Regions from separate parts of the Oryctolagus cuniculus genome. Here regions 2 and 3 are each linked to region 1. The links are chromatin contacts, called in public Hi-C maps. All regions are on one chromosome and are shown on one strand. Each heading gives the region's core, a stretch centred on a gene start, on an enhancer-like site or on the middle of the called end of the contact. The rest is flanking DNA. Distances are from core to core; before and after follow the strand shown.

Region 1 (3,250 bases), core at 474-2,973:
CAGCTGCTCACTCCGTGGATTATTTTTGGCCAACCCTAACCCGGGGCAGGCCCTGTGGTACCAGTGACACGGTGTTTGCTGAGCGAGAGGACGACCTTACCCTAAGGTACTTAAAGTGTGGGCGGGGGGTGGGGGGCAGACAATGAAGAGGTGGGGCCAAGGCTAGGACATGGAAGGCAGGAAGAGGGCCAGAACGAAGCAGAGCAGCGCAGGGGACAGCGAGTGGCCAGGGGTCCGGGGGTCATGTGCAGAACGTGGTGCGGGGAGGCGAGCAAAGCCAGGGGGCCTCCCAAAGGGCTCCCCGGGGACGCGCACTCCTGGAAGCACAGCCAGGAAGCCGGTGTGGCCAGGTCTCCAGGAGCACACCCAGGGCCAGGAGGGAGGAGCAGCCAGGAGCCCAGGGCCCGGATGGATGGTGAGGTCAGAGAGGAAGACTTAGCTTCCCGTCTAGGGGCTGGGACTTGAGCGAGTGGGACCCTAGTGAGAAGGATCCAGGAGGGGGGGGGGGGACAGATGCCAAGCACAGCAGGCCCCTCCCCACCCCGTCCCCATTTCCCACTGGTCCAGTTACCAGTGGGCAGCCGTGGCCCCAAGCTATTACTGTTCTCCCTAGAGAGAGGCCGATTCCTACAAGTTGTATTGTAGGACATCATAATTGCTCCATTTTGTTCTCCATGCTTGCTGCTCTCCCACAACGCTTAATTCAAAAGTTACCCTTTATGTAGGCATGCAGGCATGGGTATACAGGCATAGGAGAAAATGTAGGACAAACGGGGCTCAATACTAGCAAGAGCTTCAGGCACCCACAGGGGCCTTGGAAGCACCCTCTGTGGGTGTGGGGGGAGGACTGCACCCACATGTAAGGCCTCATAGGCTCCTTTGCAGGGAAGGAGTGGTCCAATCCGGGGAGCAAGCAAGCCAGTGGAGAGAATCCATCAGACGTAGAACCCAAAGACGAAGGAGAGCCCCCGGATTTCGTGAGTGAACTGGGAAGTAGTGGTACCTCTGACCCCCTTGACTCCATCAGGGCCCTGTCACTGTCCCGCTTCTTCCTGAAGACTAATGATGCCCCATTAGTGCCACGCAAGATCCTGGCCTCCAAACACAAATCCGCCACTCGAACCTCAGCTGTGTTTCACTGCCCTGGTTATCTTTGCTACAGGTAGCAGGTGGGTGCTAAGGGTAAAGAAACCCAAGCTAACTGGCTGGTGCTTCCCCAATTTCCTAAAAGGTTGCAAAGGAAGAAGAAGAGAGAACACAGAGGCTCCAGACAGGCTGGAAGGTGGGAGGCAGACAGCGCACTGCAAGCCAGAAACACAATTAAAGACGCGTTCGACCTTAACATTCCCGGGAGTCCTGCGTTCCTATCACAGATCTACTGGCAAGAACTTACCAGCAACTTTGTCTTTTTTTACAGATTTATTTTATTTTATTTGAAAGTCAGAGTTACAAAGAAGAGAGGGCAAGTCAGAAAGAGAGAGAGGGGAAAAGAGATAGAGATCTTCCATCCACTGGTTTTTTCCCCAGATGGCCCCAAACAGCCAGGGCTAAGCCAGGCCAAAGCCAGGAGCCAGGAGATTCTTCCAGGTCTGTCATGTGAGTGGCCGGGCCCCAAACACTGGAGCTGGATCAGAAGTGGAGTAGCCAGGGCATGAACTGGCTCCCATATGGGAGGCCAGTGTCGCAGGCAGCGGCTTTACCCGTTACGCCATAATCCCAGCCCTGCGATGGCCTGTGTTACTCAGTGAGCAAACAGGACCTTCCAGCAAGCTTTGCCACATGTGTCCTGGGCATTGCCACACACCTGGCACATTCTATGATATCCCTAGGGCCAAACTCAACCGGGAAAGCAGGAGGTTGATAAAGGAACTTGGCCCAGTTAAAGCACTCTTCCCTCCAGAAGGACCCTAGGTCATTGCTAGTGTGTGGGATTGCAGGGATTGGGGCTCGGTCTTAGGGGAGGCAGCAGGCTCTTAAAAAAGGCCCTAATGCCAGCTCTGACTCCACGTTGTCCATTTTCAGAAAACACAGGGCATCTCAGATACGCTTTGGGTTGCCAGTCCGGTACTCCACGTGGGAGCCACTGCTCCACGTCAGCAGACTGTCTATGCAGGGCCCGCACAACACGGCAGCCCCATGGGCACTCCCCAAGTCGGAGCAAATCCCCTGAGTGACACACGAGACGAGGGTCATTGCTGTGACATTGTTGTAGCGAGTGAGAATCCATCCACAAAGAAGCCAGCATGTCTCCTGCTGCCTGCTTGGTAGTTCACCACATCTCCGCGTGGCTGTGTTTCGCCGAGTGCGTTTCTTTAGTATCTGACACTGCCTTGGCTCCGACCGTCGTGGATTTCAGGTGAGATGATTCCGCGGACGCGCACAGTCGCTCCCGCAGCCGGGAGAACACGTGTTTTTGGAGGGGAGGTGGAAAGTATTAGAAGAATCCATGCAGCCAGGAACCTGCCTCACCAGCGCTGTCACTGCATAATTCTATTAGCGATACTTTGAGAGACTTACTACTAAGGCTGCCCGTCCTTCCAAGCCACATGCCACGCAACGAAGGGCTTTCTGGCAGCCAGGAAGGGAAAGGACGCCACATTGAATGCTGCTGGGGCGGCTGCTGCTGCTGCAGCTGGAGAGATGAGCAGGCTGCTACCGCCACACAGTGGAGACTGTTGGAATGGCAGGCACGGAGCGTCACCTGCAGAGGCAACATAAACTACTGCCTGTTTGGTTCCTATTGCCAATTTCACCACACTCCCAGCACTTGTAATGAATCGCCAGTCCAGGATGCTCTATACAATTCCAGCTACGTTGTACAACACAAAATGCACTGAAGATAATGGTAAGTAGATAAACACAATTTCATTTTGCCACCTTGAAATTGGAATTTGGGGTGCCATACGATATCACCTTGTGGTTATTAATAAATTCCCAATATTAATAAGCACAGGTGGGTTCTTCCCTAATATTCAGAGAAGAATTCTGAATGCCGGCATAAATGAACGAGGCAGCATGATATGTTTTAAGCTTTTATTCAGTGAGAAAAATGCATAGGAGAGTGAGGGCCCCATCTATAGGATAGAAATCTGGGTTCATACCGAGTACCAGGAGCCAGCCATGTGGAGGAGCATCTAGGCCAGGAAGCTTGGGGTTGGTAGCCCAAAGGCCACGCTCAGGCTACAGGGCCACAGCAAGCCCTGTACTAGCACACATGCCCCCAGGCTTCTAATCCACTTCCAAAGGGGAG
Region 2 (3,250 bases), core at 195-2,694, 500 kb before region 1:
GAAGGGAACTGGCCACTGGAGAAGGAGCAACTGCCAGGACCTACCCATTAGATCTTCCTGGTGGCCTGGCAGCGGCTGGGAAATTCTAGATGAGGTGACCTCTAAGTGCTGGCAGCTTTCAGCATCTGCCACGGGGAGGCCTGGATGGACCAAGTGATTTCTGTAGAGGTCCAAGCCGTGGCAGCTGCGGGGGAAGATCTGCGTTCTAGACCACGGTCTCTGTGCCAGTCCACTTTTTAAAAGGCAGTCTTAGTAATCAGAAGATACTCAATAAATACGTGAATACCGCATAACAAAATAGCATAGGATTAAATAAACCCAGAGAAAAGTTGACATGTAGGGATTCAAGAATAAACCTGCATTATCTTGGGAAAATGCACTCGAAAGACCATGAAGAGTCAGAATGGAAGGAAAGTAGTGACTTGGATCTTGGGACCAGCTCCATCCCTGCTTTGATCTCTAGTTGGAGCCAGTTGCGCTGACTCTGGACGTCAGCTTCCTAGGCGAGTTAATGATTTTGGATGCCTCCCAACCCACTTTCCACATCTAAAACTCAGTTTCTCAGTCTCACTGAGATGACAGCTGGGCATCATCACCAGGAGCCTCGGACTTGGAAAGCCTGACGGTCTCCTCTTTGTTTCTTTCTTTGTGAACTTTCTTCACTTAAACCAGGGGTGGGCAACTTTGTTTCTTCCAAGGACCATCTCGGTATTTATAACACCATTCTCAAGCCATGAAAATTATCAACTTAAACATTAGCCAGGGCTGACATTGTGGGTGGAGGTTTAAGCCACAGCCTGCGATGCGGCATTCGATATAGACACTGGTTTGAGTCCCAGCTACTCCACTCTGATCAAGTTCTCTGCAATGCACCTGGAAAAGCAGTGGAAGATGGCCCAAAAACTTGGGACCCTGCAACCATATGGGAGACCCAGATGAAGCTGGTTCATCTTCATCTTGGCTTGGCTGCTGCTGTTATTTGGGGAGTGAACCAGTGGATGGAAGATGTCTCTATTTCTGTGTCTTTCTCTCTTTCTCTATGTATTCCCTCCCCCCTCAGTCCCTTTTCCTTCTGTCTTTGTACCTTTGCCTTTCAAATAAATCTTTTTAAAAAGATTAACCTGCTGTAGATTTATTGAATTTCAAGTCCTGCCCGGGACTGCCTTGGCAGAGCCAGGCCAAATAATTTTGCTGACTTTATGTGGCCCATGGACCAGGCATTCATCACCCCTGAAAAACAGTGAAAGTGAAGTTTTGCTCACCTTAACCATGAATATCAAAAGGAAAACTAAGAGATGTAAAATTAAACAGAAAGGGCAGGGGATGCATTAGTTTCTTGCAGGCTTCATTTACTGTCTGATTTGTAAATACCTTCAGTAAATTTTGTGGAATGGGAAATTGGGTACTCACGTTTTCCAAGGAAAACACACAACATTTCTCTGAGAGGCCCATAAAGCACATGTTTATGATGTCTTGCATATACATATGATTAAAAGGAGAGGGCTAAGGTAAATCTTAACAGCTTCAGAATCCTGGTGAATTAAACCTAAAAGACTCCTAAAATATGACGATTGTATCCCTCCCCCCAAAACAATTATGTCCCAAGTTGTTTTTCCACAGTATAAAATTCTTTGAACAAAAACATCTTTCTACTGGCATTTTCATAATTGTGGAGTCATAACCGAGGTGTAGGAATTAACAGCTGTCGGGCAGAGAGAAAGGCATAACAAACATATAACCTTAATGTGTATTGTATGAACCCTACGTTAGTAGTGTTTTGTACGTGTGGCAGTTTGCAGATAATTAAGAGATCTTTTCAGTAGCTGGCCTGATATTTAAGGGGGAGCTAAGACGATAAACAGAAGAGTCAAGGAGAGATTTGTGGGAGCAGAAGTCTCGCTTGATTGCATCATGATTGTTGTGGCCAAAAGCAGATTCCTGAGTATTTCCAGATGCTGAGTGTCTGGACACTTGAGGAGCTACAAATATTTGATGAGAATTTTCTTTAGTAGTCTTGGCTGCTATCATTTTTGTAGTAGATTTCCACTGATGTTTATTTTGACCTGACAGATTTTATACTTGGCAGTCTATTCTGTTCTTCCTAATAACAAAGCTGATTTTAAGACAGTTGATATCAGCATTTCATAGCTAGTTACAGGCCATGCAGGGACTTATAACCACGTCTTCCAACTCCAGGCCACTTCAGCACGTGAACAGGGCATTTCTTAAGCACTGGCCATTGCACAGGTCAATAACGGACACTACTGAGGGCTGAAACTGAAATTGGTCATTAATCTTCATTGCTAAAGATCCTGGCAGTTTTTATGGGAAGAACTCAGGTATTGCTTGTTGAAATGGAAACTCCAGGGATCTCATGCGTCTAGATTGTCCTGGTCCTTTATTTGCTAACTTAATTAATAGCGGCTGTGAACAGTCTGTGTGGCACACCGACACAGTGTTGTTGGACTCCAGCTGGCCAGGACTCTGCTGTTCTGTGACTATGCCCTGTACTTATCTTTGCCATGGTCTTCCTTCCCCATCTCCAATAGAGTACAACCTATATTTTAAGATTTGTCCCAAATTCTGCTTCATCAGTAAATGTACTCTGAATTTTTTTTTACTCCCTCTGAATCTTCTGTAAAATTTAATTTTAGCTGTTTGGAGGTGTTTGCTTAGCTTGTGTTGTCTTTTGACTAATCCAAAGGATGTGCTTCTTATTTTCCCCTACTTGAGAAGCAGTATATTATAGGTCCAGGAGTGGACTCTGGAGACAGTGTGCCTGGATTTGAGTCCTGGACTGACTATTAGCCATGTGATTTACTTGCTTCCCGCCTAGGTGCTGAGTTTGAGTCCCAGCTGTGCTCATGATTCCAGCTTCCTGCTAATGCATGCCCAGGTGGGTGGCTCATATAGTTGAGTTCCTGCCCCCCAAGTTGAGTTCTTGGCTCCCTGCTTCTTCCTGGCTCAGCTCCAGCTGTTGCAGGCATTTGGGAAGTGAACCAGCCAGTGGGAGCACTTGTACATGCTCTCTCTGCCTCTCCCATTAAAAAATTAATTAATAAAGCATAAATTCTGAAGCTATTAGAACAGGCTTAAGACAGAGAAGGTCAGCGCTCAGTAAGTTTGACCTTTAATATTGGCATGACTGTATTATAACATCTTAAGGACTCTTTTTTTTTTTTTTCCCCTTCCCATTCTTCTCTCTTTAGGAAAAATATTTTGAATGTTAGTGTAGTTTTCTAAAGCCATC
Region 3 (3,250 bases), core at 246-2,745, 360 kb before region 1:
TGCCAGCATCCCGGCTGCTCCACTTCCGATCCAGCTCTCTGCTATGGCCTGGGATAGCAGTGGAAGATGGCCCAAGTCCTTGGGCTTCTGCACCCGCGTGGGAGACCCGGAGGAGGCTCCTGGCTCCTAGCTTCAGATCAGCGCAGCTCCAGTCTTTGCAGCCAATTGGGGAATGAACCATCGGATGGAAGACCTCTCTCTCTGCCTCTCCTTCTCTCTGTGTAACTCTTGACTTTCAAAGAAATAAATAAATCTTTAAAAAAAAAAAAAGTTCTCATGGGACCCATGAGTTAAGGAAGGACAAGCCTGGCCACGCCCAGCCTCTCCGGTCTGGTGACCTGATCCTGCACCCCCACTACTGCCCTGGGGTCCTCACCAGAGCCCACCACACCCTTGAATCTCCAGGAAAAGGAGCTAAATAAATCTCTTTACTTCACAACGCTCCCCAGCCTCGGGACCTTGTTAAAGTCACAGCAAACACTGATCCACAAGCCCCAGTCTCAGCACCGAGTGTCCAGAGCTCTCACTGTGGCTTCCATACAAGAGCCAGGCAACCTGGGAGCTGGCCATCAGCTATGCAATAGGGCTTGGAGAAGCTCTGTCTAGTCTTCAGATCTCTTGTCAACGCTAGGTCCTCAGCCCTTCCCATCGGAAGTCAGAAGTAGAAAAGAACAGCCATGGACGGGAACCCGTGGAGACCAGCGTCCAGAGAAAAGTGACCGCGGACAGCTCTGCTTCAAGTCTACACCACGCGCCGGGGTCGCGCGACCCTCTTCTTTTTCTTTTTTTTTTTTTTTAAATTTTTGACAGGCAGAGTGGACAGTGAGAGAGAGAGACAGAGAGAAAGGTCTTCCTTTGCCGTTGGTTCACCCTCCAATGGCCGCCGCTGCAGCCGGCGCACCGTGCTGATCCGATGGCAGGAGCCAGGATCCAGGTGCTTTTCCTGGTCTCCCATGGGGTGCAGGGCCCAAGCACTTGGGCCATCCTCCACTGCACTCCCTGGCCATAGCAGAGAGCTGGCCTGGAAGAGGGGCAACCGGGACAGAATCCGGTGCCCCAATCGGGACTAGAACCCGGTGTGCCGGCGCCGCAAGGTGGAGGATTAGCCTGTTGAGCCACGGCGCCGGCCGACCCTCTTCTTTTTCACCGATGCTTACAGGACCACTTGGGGAATGCCAGCAGGCTGGTTCCAGGCCACCCTGCCCCGACCCCGCCCTACGGAAACAGGCAGATGCCGCAGCGCAGGTGCAGACCCGCCCCACGGCCCCCAGCCCACTGCCCAGTCCTCGGCGGCGGCGGCATGCAGTAGGCAGCGTCCAGAAATCTAGCCGGCCGGGGAGCCTCTCTCACTCCCTGTGACTCAGGCTTTAAAAAAGCTCCAGCCTGGGCCACCTCGGCTCTCTGGCTGGTGGGTGGCCGGGTCCACAGCCTGTCCCCTACTGGCTCCTGAAGCCAGGCACCACGCCAAGTGGGGAGGGCTCCACGGCCTCCCCTGCTCTGCCCTGTCAGCATTTGAGGATTGAGGGTTGGGGACTGTAATCCAGAAATAATTCAGACCACCCCTTGGTAGAAAGTCGAGGCAGCCTATCTGCAGAGCCGGGCTGGGGCGTGGTCCTGGGCCCAGGCGGGTGAGGCGCGCGCGGGGGTGGGGTGTGTGTGTGTGTGTGGAGGGGGACCCGCTTGGCCTTCCTGCTGCTCGTAACACGATCGCACTGCCTTCGGCTTTTCTTCTTTCTTTTTTTAAACCATGGTCCTCTTACAAACCAAACAGAAAATAGACTCAGAACCTCTCCATTTAAGGCGTTTCCAGACTGATTCACCCCTGCTTTGCACGCCACTCGGTCAAGAGATCCTTCGCCAGCCCTAGGCAGCTGCGGGTGGGAGAGGTCACTCGCTGGCTGCTGCTTGGTTCCAGGACGCCCACGTGGCCCGGGGACAGGGCTGGCTGATTTCTCCCGTGTTACTGCTGTCCTGTTTCCATCACAACGAGCCTCTAGGGGCAAGGATCTATTTTCCTTTCCTTTCCCCCTGCTAAGGAATTTGTCATATTTGCAAATAATTGTAAGTCTGTAAAATCGTATCTATGATGTTGGTAAACTTGTGATATTTAATAGTTCTCAGGATAGGTAGTGGTTTGTCTCTCCATCCTGAGAGCCTCTTCAAAGCCCTCTATTCCTGCATTTGGCTTTGTTTTTAAAGATTTATTTATTTATTTCAAAGGCAGAGTTAGAGCAAGGGAGAGAGAGAGAGAGAGAGAGAGAGAGAGAGAGAGAGAGAGAGAGAGAGAGAGTTCCATCTGCTGGTTCAACTCCCCAAAAGGCAGCAATGGCTGGGGCTGGGCTAGACCAAAGCCAGGAGCCCGGAACTTCATCCAGGTCTCCCACGTAGGCAGGGGCCCAAGCATCTGGGCCATCTTCAGCTGCTTTCCCAGGCCATAAGCAGGAAGCTGGGTCAGAAATGGAGTAGCCGGGTCTTGAACCGGCACCCATAGGAGATGCCAGCAGTGGCTTAACCTGGCACACTGGCCTCTAGAGTCTCAACTTTGAAACGATCTTTATCACTGGTAGGATGAAATTAGCCTGGTGATAAACACAAACTCAAATTTTTATAAAAGGAAAAAAATCCTGAAAAAGGACACACGAGGTGGTTGTTGGTATTCTGTGGCAGGGTGCCGTCTTCCTTTGGTGACCTCCAAGAGAGAATGAAACTGCCTGGCTCACTGTCGATCGCAGTCCTTTCCAAGGACTTACATCATGGTCATTTCTTCTTCAGACACGACTCCGGAGCAGATGACTTCACACCCGTCTGCTCCAAGGGTGCGGTCCGGAGGGGGCCCAGCCTTCAGCGGCGATGGCCAGACGCTCCCAGAGATGCACACCTCGCCCCACGGGGCCAGAAACCACAGCCAGAAAAGAAAGCTCAGAATGCAGAGTGCCTGGAGACATGCCCATGGCCAAGGACAAACACGGATGTGCAGAACGGCCCGCACAAGACCCCCGACCTCTGAGGTCCACATCCCATGCGATGCACTTTGATTCCAAGTTAGCACAGAGGCACCGACTGAGCCCACAGCTTTCCAGAGCTGGAGGGCTCAGAGGAGTAAATGGTTTTTTCTTCTGACTGTTTTATGCATCTCCTATAACCCCCTTAACTCAGACTGACATCCGTGGCTTTCTGTGCCATGTCATTATTTCACTACACACTACTTTGAGGTTTCTGAGGTTAGTACGCGTAAGAGGGTTCCAACCTC

Evidence for each region. A called contact is a pair of places that touch in the nucleus more often than the background predicts.
Region 2: a contact with region 1 is called in a Hi-C map of an unstated tissue, with 9 times the contacts expected there. The contact joins two enhancer-like sites. A contact is called at or near these places in 2 of 6 Hi-C or Micro-C datasets (ear pinna and an unstated tissue).
Region 3: a contact with region 1 is called in a Hi-C map of an unstated tissue, with 3 times the contacts expected there. The contact joins two enhancer-like sites. A contact is called at or near these places in 2 of 6 Hi-C or Micro-C datasets (embryonic fibroblasts and an unstated tissue).

What each region holds. Positions count from the first base shown.
Region 1 is chr14:39,195,073-39,198,322 of mOryCun1.1, forward strand. LOC103352322 (a long non-coding RNA gene) reads right to left here. Exons shown (of 4, transcript XR_001795690.3): 4 at 1,413-3,250. Among named protein-coding and RNA genes, the nearest start is that of CARTPT, 96 kb to the right of the region's middle. Within about 2 kb of position 1,724, at least 1 of the 8 cell types and tissues checked has an H3K27ac peak or open chromatin away from gene starts, as enhancers often do.
Region 2 is chr14:38,697,762-38,701,011 of mOryCun1.1, forward strand. All of the region lies in intron 4 of MRPS27 (mitochondrial ribosomal protein S27), which reads left to right. Among named protein-coding and RNA genes, the nearest start is that of PTCD2, 43 kb to the left of the region's middle. Within about 2 kb of position 1,445, at least 1 of the 8 cell types and tissues checked has an H3K27ac peak or open chromatin away from gene starts, as enhancers often do.
Region 3 is chr14:38,831,441-38,834,690 of mOryCun1.1, forward strand. The region is part of intron 2 of MAP1B (microtubule associated protein 1B); the gene reads right to left. Among named protein-coding and RNA genes, the nearest start is that of MAP1B, 33 kb to the right of the region's middle. Within about 2 kb of position 1,496, at least 3 of the 8 cell types and tissues checked have an H3K27ac peak or open chromatin away from gene starts, as enhancers often do.